Linked DNA regions of Zea mays: region 1 is linked to region 2. A link is a contact called in public Hi-C data. All regions are on one chromosome and are shown on one strand. Each heading gives the region's core, a stretch centred on a gene start, on an enhancer-like site or on the middle of the called end of the contact. The rest is flanking DNA. Distances are from core to core; before and after follow the strand shown.

Region 1 (4,938 bases), core at 1,145-3,644, 280 kb before region 2:
TTGTGGTTATTGTGTTTTGGCTCCTTTCTAGCCACTTGGCAATAACTGTGCTAACACTTAACAAGTTTTTGTGACTATAAGTTTGAAGTTTTTACAGGATCACCTATTCAACCCCCCCCCCCTCTAGGTGCTCTCAGTATGTACCGAACTGATGTAGAGCAGAATGACTTATGCAGTTCCATATAAATTGCTGGAACATGCTCCTGGGGGCTCCTGGCTGATTGCAAAATTGCTCCATGCACAGTTTCAGCAGATGCTTGTAACTTACAAAACAATTGATGTAGTTTTCACCTTATTGCTAGATCTGTCATACAGGCAGTAGCTACAGGTCGAAGCAATTCCTGAAGAAAGTTTATCTATATATCAATATTATTTGTCTGCTATGCAAGCAATCTAAATGCCATCTGCATCAAATATTTCCACATCTCTTCTATCGGCAGAGAATTTGCAGCAAATGCTGCTTCTAATATGCAAAATATATATCTCCTGATGTATCTGCTCACAACTGAGTTGACCTGTTAATTTAGTTTCCAATTTGATTAGCCTAAATTATGCTTTGGATAGTGCTTCAGTGGCCAGAACTAAGTGTGGAAAATACTATGTCCACATTCACTCCGAGAAAATGATCGAACAGCTTCATGGAAATTGTTTGTTGAGTGATCTACAGGTGCAAGCGCAACCATCATTCTAGCAGTGTGCACAGGAGGTAATCTGGAATAGTAGCATCATCCTTCATTTTCATCTCTATTGCTATTAGATTCAGCAACTCATAGATCTTCACTGAGCCAGGATGAGTCTTGTCCTGGGCAGTGAACCTGGAGAGCCCTCCACCAACATCAATCTCACTAAATCCAGGGACCTTTTTTACACCCCTATCCTCCATCACCTTTCTAGCTTTCTTTGCCTCTTGCCACCGTCTGGCAACAGCATAGATATTGGACAGGCCAATGTACCTGCCATCGTGGTCTGGCTGCAACTGGACAAGCCGCCTACCGAGTACCTCGCCCAGCTCCACCCATCCATGCAAATGACAGGCATTTAAGAGAGCACCAAGCACAGAAACACTAGGTTTCATTGGCATACTTTTAACAACACCGTACACTTCCTCCAGGCGTCCTGCTCTGCCAAGCACATCTACCAGGCAAGCATAATGCTCGACATGTGGTCTGAGCCCTTGCGCTTCAAGTGAGCGGAAGAACTCCCAAGCCTCATCCACTAGACCGCCGTGGGCACAAGCGCTCAGCAGACAAAGGTACGTGATCTCATCCGGCGCAACCCCAGCACGCTGCATCTCCAGGAATATCTCCACCGATTTGGTGGCCATGCCATGCACCGCAAGGCCACCGATCACAGCATTCCATATCAGAACATCGGTGCTCTCCACCGGCACAGCCCAGAACACCTCCATTGCCTCACTGATGGCCCCACACTTGGCATACATGTCAACGAGCGAGGTTGCAAGCCTGAGGTTCAATGCAAAGCCACGTTCCCTCAGGCACCGGTGCGCCCGCCTTCCGCGCTCGAGGTCTCCAAGCTGAGCACAGGCTCCAAGCACGCTCACCATCGTGACGTCGTTAGCCCTCGCCCCACCCCCACCATCCTCCTCCTCTGCTGACCTGGCGGCAGCATTCTCCATCATCTCGAACAGCGCGAGCGCCTCGCGGTGCTCCCCACACTTGACGCACCCGTCGATCATGGCGCTCCAGGACACCACGTCCCGCTGGGGCATCCGAGCGAACACCTTTCGCGCAGCGGGGAGGTCGTGGCACTTGGCGTACCCATCGAGGAGCGCGTTCCAGGAGACAAGGTTGGGGCGCGGGATTTCGTCGAACACTCGGTTGGCGTGGTCCGGCAGGGCGCAGGCCGCGTACATGTGGACGAGGGAGTTGGCGACGTGGAGGTCGGCGGGGAGGAGCCCGAGCCGCAGCGGGTGCGCGTGGAGCGCAGACGCGAGGGAGGCGGAGGAAAGGCGCGCGGCGGCGCGGGCAAGGAATGGGAAAGTGAAGTGGGACGGGCGGAGGGAGGAGCGGAGGAGGAGGATGAAGACGGAGAAGGAGAGGGAGGGGAACGGCGAGGATGAGGTTGACCTGATGAGGTGGTCGAGGAGCTGGGTGGTGAGCATGCGGCCGCGGAGGTGGCGGAGAAGGTGCGGCAGCGTCGGCGGGCAGGGAGGCGGAGGCATGAGCATCAGTGAGACCGTCAGCTAGTAGATAACCAACGAATACGCCTTCAAATCCAGCCTTCCCGGGTTGCCGCTGCTCTAAAACAGGTCATGCTCATACCCCGAAGGGCCAATTCGCTGTATGCCATTGGAAAATATACTTGTTCCTTGTGTGCCACTGGCCTCACATATCATAAACACCAAAACATATACCTATATGCCACTCAGTGGCACACAAGGAATGAATATAAAATCTGCATACCAGGAATTTTTCCTACCCCGAAACCGCCGCCACGCCGTCGCTGATCACCAGCGCCCATCACACACCGCCTTAGACGCCCATGCTCGCCGTGGCCGCGTCCCTCAGGGCCTCGGCCTCCGCGGTGGCCGAAGCTGGCGGCGACCCGGCCGTTCTTCACGCGGTCCTCATCAAGACCGCCTCGTCCTCTCGCGCCGCCTACAACCTCCTCTTCTCCCGCTACCATCCGTCGCTCTCGCTGCACCTCCTCTCCCACCTCCCGTTCTGCTTCCGCCCCACCGCCGGCTCGCTCACCTCCTCGCTCTCCTCCCTCTCCGCTTCCTCCCCGGCCTCCGCGCTCCCGCTCCTCCGCCGCGTCCTCGGCATGTCCCCTGCTCTCCTCTGCGACGGCCCGCTATCCTCACTCCTCCGCTCCATGCCGCCGTCCATCGCACCGCACGTGCACGCCCTCGCCTTCAAGCTCGCCCTCTCGTCGTCCCCCTACTCCGCCTCTTGCCTTATTACTCTCTACTCCAGAGCCCGCTCCCCGGCATGCGCCCGCCACCTGTTCGATGAAATCCCCGTTGCAAATCGGGACTCCGTTTGCTACTCCTCCACGATTGTTGGGCTCGCACAGAATGGGTGGTACGAAGAATCCCTCTCTGTGTTCGCTGGCATGCGCGCAAACGGTGTTGATTCTACCATGCATGCGCTCTCCGGTTCTCTCCGGGCAGCTGCAGGGCTTGCTGTGCTGGAGCAGACTTGTGGGATTCACGCCCATGCGGTGGTAGTTGGGCTTGATGGAAATGTGGCTGTTGGGACCGCCCTGGTGGATGCTTATGGTAAGGCTGGAGATGTGGATGATGCAGCCAAGGTTTTTGAGGGGTTGGGTGGTGACCGAAACCTGATTACATGGAACGCGGTGCTTTCTGCTCATGCTCAGCAGGGAGATGTGCAGGAGGTCACTGGACTGTTTAACCAGATGATGAAGCTGGGTTTTGCCCCTGATGGGCTAACATTCCTTGCTGTTCTCACGTCATGTAGTAATGCCGGAGCAGCCACTGAAGCCAAGTTTTGGTTGGAAGCAATGCAGTCGAAGTACGGCGTGAAGCCTGACCTTGAGCATTATACTTGCGTGGTGGGTGCAATGGCACGGGTGGGGCATCTAGAGGATGCAGAGAGTTTTGCTTGTACAATGCCATGCAAACCAGATGCAGCAGTGTGGCGGACACTTCTAATGGGCTGTGTGGTTCACCGCAGGGTTGACATGGCAGAATCCATGGGACAGAGGCTTCTGGAGATTAATCCCAAGGATGACTCAGCTTATGTCATGCTTGCCAACGTCTACTCAACAGCTGGGAAAACAAATGAGGAGGCTGAGGCATGGACTGCAATGAGGGACCATGGGGTCAGGAAGGAAGGTGGGCGAAGTTGGATTGAGGTCAGAGGGCTGGTACATGTTTTTGTTGCAAACGAAAGAAGGCATGAACAGCTGCTAGAAATATATGACAAACTGCATGAATTGATTCAAGAGGTAGAGAAGTTAGGGTACAAGGAGGCAGATGAGAGACTTTGGCATCATAGTGAAAGATTGGCTCTTGCATATGGGTTGATCAGTGGTGCTGCACCATCAGGAAAGGTGTTGAGAATAGTTAAGAACTTGAGAATATGTGCTCATTGTCATGAATTCTTCAAGTATGCTAGCATGGTGATCGACAGAGTAATTGTAGTACGGGATGTCAATAGGTACCACACAATTAAGAAAGGTGATTGCAGTTGCAGAGGCTGCTGGTGAAACACATATATCTTGAGGATAAACTATGAGGCAAGAAGCATCTGTATGATTTGCCGATAATCCACGAGATAATTGACTCCAGGAAAAAAACTCACTGCAGGATTGATTGGAATTTGGGAACTTGCTTGGAGTTGTTGCCATAGGGCCAACTTCCCTACATGTTTGAAATCTTGAAGAGAACTGTGGTCTTATGGTGTTGCAGACACCATAATATCTTGTTTGGATAGACACCGAAGCATCTTGTTACTCGTGGAGCATAAATTAACATGGCAAGTGATGCTCTTTAAGTGTCAATTATTCTGGGGAACATTTCGTGCCTGCTGATTAACAGTTTGAGTTCTCAGAGATGCCCCAGCTCAATAGTTGCTTCTTGGTCTTGTCTTAGGGCCGTTATGCTCATCTTGTTCGGTGACATAAACTGCTGAGAGGAAAGTACCATTCCTCAGTTGATCCATAGTCGGTAGCATCCGATTGATTCTTCTCTCCCTTTGTTTATGATTGTTTGGGTTTTCATAGTTTTTTCCTTTTTATTATGACTTAGTTATTTTTTTCCTTTCTATTATGACTTAATTGAAATTAAGTGGATACAGTGAAAAAAGTTCAGCTGGACTAGTACTTCAATCTGCTAATTTACTATATATAGATTCAAGATAATATAACAGAAAGAATCTAAAGTATGTTAGAATAAACTATAGGCAGTTTTTTCTACCACACTTTATAATTGGGGCAATTGCGCTAGTGACT
Region 2 (4,888 bases), core at 1,298-3,797:
AGCAAACAAGGAAATCTTGCTTGGCTCGGCCCGCGTGCGGAGCCGTGCGTGGTCCGCGCGTCGTCGGTGGACCGCCGTCCGGTCCGTGTGCGGAGCAGAACACGCGACCCGGCCGGCCGGCTGCCCGATCGAGCGGTGGAAGTCACTGGGATCATATCGATACGTCATGCGCCCCAACCGCTCCTGGTAATTCCCGTACGTGTTGCTCTCGCGGCGCGGACCGATCGAGGTACAACGTGCCGGTCCTTCCACCGAACTGACGGACCCATGCATGACGCCCTATAGTGTAGTTTGTTACCACTCACAAGTTGCGCCAGCGTCCTCAGTTCTCGTCACCGGCATGGAAAAGGTGGTTCGAGAGTCCAAATCTTCTCGATAGTTTAGTTTTGAATTAAACCATGACAAATAAAAAAGGATCGAAGAGAGTATAAATTTGCTAGGAGGTTTGGTCTCATACTCTCATTTCGCCCCACCACACCACAGAAAACACCCATATGCTATATGCACTGATCGACATCGCACAGCACACACGTACAAGTACACGTAATAACACTACGTACCTTTCAACGGCGGACGGAGTGTCGTACACGTACATGCCACGACGACCACGTGTACTTGCACCTGCTGGTACATACATGTGAGCGAGCTAACGTACGTACCGACTGTGTGATCTCATGTTTACCACAGATAATAATGGACCGTACGTACGTACGTCGAAGCTAAGCAAACGTCTGGCGCCTCCTCTTGACCGTGGCCATAAAGCCATTCTTCATGTGAAGTATGATGGACAGCTTGGGCTCCACGACGTGCCCCGGCACCGCCTCCACGTCGAAGTTGCTGACCACGGCGGCCGCCGCCGCCTTCAGCTGCACGAACGCCATGTCCTTGCCGAGGCAGGTCCGGGGCCCCGAGTTGAACGACATGAACTTGTACGACGGCACGTACCGCACCTGCACCACCCTGCGCCCGTCCTCCAACTCCGGGATCCACCGCTCCGGCCTGAACTCCCGGCAGTCGCTGCCCCACACCTCCTCCATCCTTCCCATCGCGTACAGAGACACCAGGATCTTGTCCCCGGCCCGCACCTCGTGCCCGCACGGCAGCACGTCCGCCGCCGCCGCCTCCTTGAGCTCCTGCGGCACGGGCGGGTACAGCCTCAGCGACTCGCACAGCGCCGCGTGCAGGTACGTCAGCCGGCTCAGCTCGTCCGGGTCGAAGCTCGCCATGCCGCCGCCGCTGCCGCTGCTCTTGCTCTTGACGCACTCCAGCTCCTGCCGTATCTTGCCCACCACGCGCGGGTTCCGCGTCAGGAGGTAGAAGAACCAGGACAGCGCCGAGCCCGTCGTGTCGCGGCCGGCCAGCATGAGGTTGATGGTCGTGTCGCGCAGGAACGCGTCCACGCCGCCTTCCTCGTCCTCGTCGTCGTTGATGTAGGACGAGAGCAGGTCCGCCGAGACCTGCCCGTTGCCGTGCCTCGCCTTCTCGGCCCGCCGCTTGGCGATCGTGTCGGCGACGAACTGGTCGATGGTGCGCCACGCCTCCGCCATCTTGCGCTCGTGCCCGATCCGGAGCCTCCGCGCCAGCTTCCACCACGTCATCGGGACGACGTGGCGGAGGAGGAGCACGCCCATGGCGTCGTCCATGGCGCGCGCGAACGGCACCTCGGGGAGGCCGACGGACAGGCACCCGGGGTCGACGCCGAACACCAGCGTCGTCGTGGTGTCGAACGTCAGCCGGAGGAACACGTCCTGGAGGTCGAACGCCTCCCCGGTGGCGGCCATGTGCGAGAGCAGCGGGAGCAGGGCGGTGTCCACCTTGGCGCGGCTGTACCGCGACACCAGGGCCCGGAACGGGGCGCTGGACATGAGCAGCTGCGCCTTGGCGCGCTGCCGGCGCCACGACTCGCCGTCGGCGTTGAAGATGCCGCCGCCGAGGACGTCGAAGATCTCCTCGAACTCGGGGCCCTTGGGGTAGTTGGCGAAGTTGGAGGTGAAGACGTGGCGGACGTTGGCGGGGTCGGCGGTGACGAAGAACTGCATGCCGGAGCGCGGCGGGCCTGTGAAGAGGAAGCTGAGCTGGCTGGCGACCAGGAGGGAGGTGATCCAGTCGTGGAGGTGGTGGAGGTTGCCGAGGAGGGCCGGGAGCATGCCCACCAGCGGCCAGTCCAGCGGCACGAAAGGGTTCTTCCGCTTGGATCTCATGTGGAAGTAGTAGAAGACCACGAAGCAGAGGAAGGAGAGGCAGAGCTCCAGGAAGGAGATCCGCGGCGGCGCCATTGATCCTTGCCTCCTACTTTGCCTACGCTGCTGCGGTAGAGGATCGGAGAACTGAACTGCCAATGGCTATGTGGATCGGATCGATCATTAGGACGTATGCTAAAGGCTAAGGCTTTAATACGAGTGAAGACTGGAATTGGATATTCTGATTGCACCAGGGCAGGCCAGTCTGCACTGCTTTATGTAAAAGTTACCATGATTAAGCTGTCTATAAGATTACATAAAAGGTGTATAAAAATGTATTAAAAAGTTACAATAATATATTTGTTCTGTAAAATGTTATACATAAAATTATGTGGAAGAAATTATGTCGATAAGTTTGTTCCGAAAAATATTATTTCTAAAATTTATGCATATAAATTTATCATATATGTATAAGTCATGTGCATAACTCTATCATGTTAAAGTTATGTATATAACTCTGACTTTTTTTTAAAAAAAAAGTGAAAGTTGGGAAATATTATTTTCGCTAAAAATAAAAAGGTTGCGAGGTGTGTGATCATCCAATTCAAATCGGGTGAACATTCTTTATTAGTGGACTGGAGTCGCTGGGCGAGGTCAATGGAGCCTTCGTCGCCTACCAAGTGTGTGTAAGGTTATAAGATCTCATGGGTGGTCAGCACACGGGTGTGGGGTATGGTTCGGGAGCTCATTAGGCTAGGAAATAGATTGTGATCTAAATATTTTTTATAATTTTTTAGAGACCTAAATAAATATTAATTTGAAAATAAATATAAATAGAGCACGATCATAATCTAATCTGATTTTTTAATTTTATAGTGTAAAATTTAGAGATCATTGTTACCCTACCAAAACCTTGTACCATATGGCTGACATGGGCATGACATGTTTTTTGGGTGGGTGGAGGGCTAGCACTATATGATCCAATGCATTTCTACCGTTAAATAGTTTTTTTTACAATTAAAGCCGTTGAATATAAAAATTATAGTATGTGTAAACATTTCTCCCTCTACATTATGTCCTGCTGCTTCGCTGTGCCGTTGCGTCCCGCAAGCTTTCTGCTCAGCCACGTGAAGACGTCCGAAGGAGCAAACAGTTGCAGACCACCGAGCAGCGGCACGGCGGCACCCCACATACATATTTCGACATCAATCTCCCGGCAAAAGGGCCATGGCACCATCACGTGTGCATAGCTGTAGTTTGTCCTCTTGTTTTTCCTTTTGGTTTTCACTTCCTCTCGCAGCATCTCACTGTTTAGTATTACTCGTGCGTACCATTTATTCCTAACTTTATTTTATAAACAGTAAATTCTATAATATAAAATAATATTTTGCATGTCCTTATACACAATTTGCCAGCCATAGCCTTAAACAGATATAATATTAGTTTCTTCTGTTTTTCTATCAGTTCTTTTTTTCCTAATTTCTATTTTCTGATCCGTAAGGTTTGGTTTGCTACCGCATTATATTTTTTTCATACCTTTTCGTATTATATTCTCATTTTCAATTTCGTTTTTCCTCTTCTTTCTATTGTTGTTAACTGCTACTGTTTCTTCTTTCTTTTTTTTCTCCAGCTTTTTCAAACATATGTACATTTACAATGTTTTTTCCCGGTATCCTTCTCCTATATTGTTTTTAATGCATGTATTAATTTGATTTAAACTGTTTCAAAGTATTTATTCGATATTTTTAGTGCAACAAAAAGGAGCCTTCTAGTACATGCAGTTTATTATAGGTTCTGAATGTTAGGTTGATTTTATTTGGCTCATTCAAGGGAATAAGGGTATGCTTGTTCAGCAGTAGATTTCTGAAAATCTGATTTTAGTTGTGAGTTATGAGCTGACCGTTATGAAATACTGAAATTAGTTTGGTTGAAACAACTCTCAACTATATATTTTATAAGAGCATGCAAGCTTGTAACATGGATTATATATATATATATATATATATATATATATATATATATATATATATATATATATATATATATATATATATACACTAGGTGTATGCTCGTGCGTTGCTACGGAGTCAACATATAATGATAAAATATATTGAGATGCAGAAACATTAATTATCGTTATACATTTTTGTTAGTATCTTTTAAAGGTTAAGAAGATTTACATACATTAAAAGATATATAGGTATGTGCTCATGCTTTGCTATTCAAATTAAAAACCATCTAATACTAAGCATGTATGACTGTATTAATACAACTTTGTTGCTTTCTCTGCATTTTCAGTTTATAAAAATATTGGATGGTTTTAGCCATTTGGTCTACATAGGAAATATACTCCTACCGTCCTACGTTCAGTTTCATGTGTGGTACCGGGTAAGGACAATGCTTAAATGCTTAAATGGAATAAGAGAAGCAGTTAAAATGATGATTATTCCTATAGTTTTACATTTTTGTCCTTTTATTAATATATATAGTTTGTCGTACACAATTTAGTTCCAGAAATGCAATAAATAAAATATCTAAAAGAAAGCCCAAACACAATGAATTCAGAGTACCCGCACACAAATTTTATTCAATATAATATTAATGCAAAATTATTACATCAAAACGAACAACACTTATCATCAACCTCAATATCTCACAAAGTGTTTGGCAACAACCAATACATAACTAAACCGAAACAAATAAAATTA

What was found. A called contact is a pair of places that touch in the nucleus more often than the background predicts.
Region 1: a Hi-C map of leaf shows a contact between it and region 2, with 5 times the contacts expected there. The contact joins the promoter of LOC100281446 here to the promoter of LOC103631694 in region 2. A contact is called at or near these places in 6 of 25 Hi-C or Micro-C datasets (endosperm, leaf, leaf mesophyll and 1 more) and 1 of 3 datasets of contacts at active chromatin or transcription factors (leaf).

What each region holds. Positions count from the first base shown.
Region 1 is chr1:8,914,794-8,919,731 of Zm-B73-REFERENCE-NAM-5.0, reverse strand. It overlaps LOC100281446 (vegetative storage protein), which reads left to right and starts at 2,394. Exons shown (of 1, transcript NM_001154364.2): 1 at 2,394-4,785. The coding sequence starts at 2,503. The coding sequence ends at 4,194. LOC103631696 (pentatricopeptide repeat-containing protein At5g08305) reads right to left here and starts at 2,283. Exons shown (of 2, transcript XM_020545022.2): 1 at 145-2,283. The coding sequence starts at 2,188. The coding sequence ends at 683.
Region 2 is chr1:8,634,324-8,639,211 of Zm-B73-REFERENCE-NAM-5.0, reverse strand. LOC103631694 (alkane hydroxylase MAH1) reads right to left here and starts at 2,547. Exons shown (of 3, transcript XR_555329.4): 1 at 713-2,547; 2 at 561-621.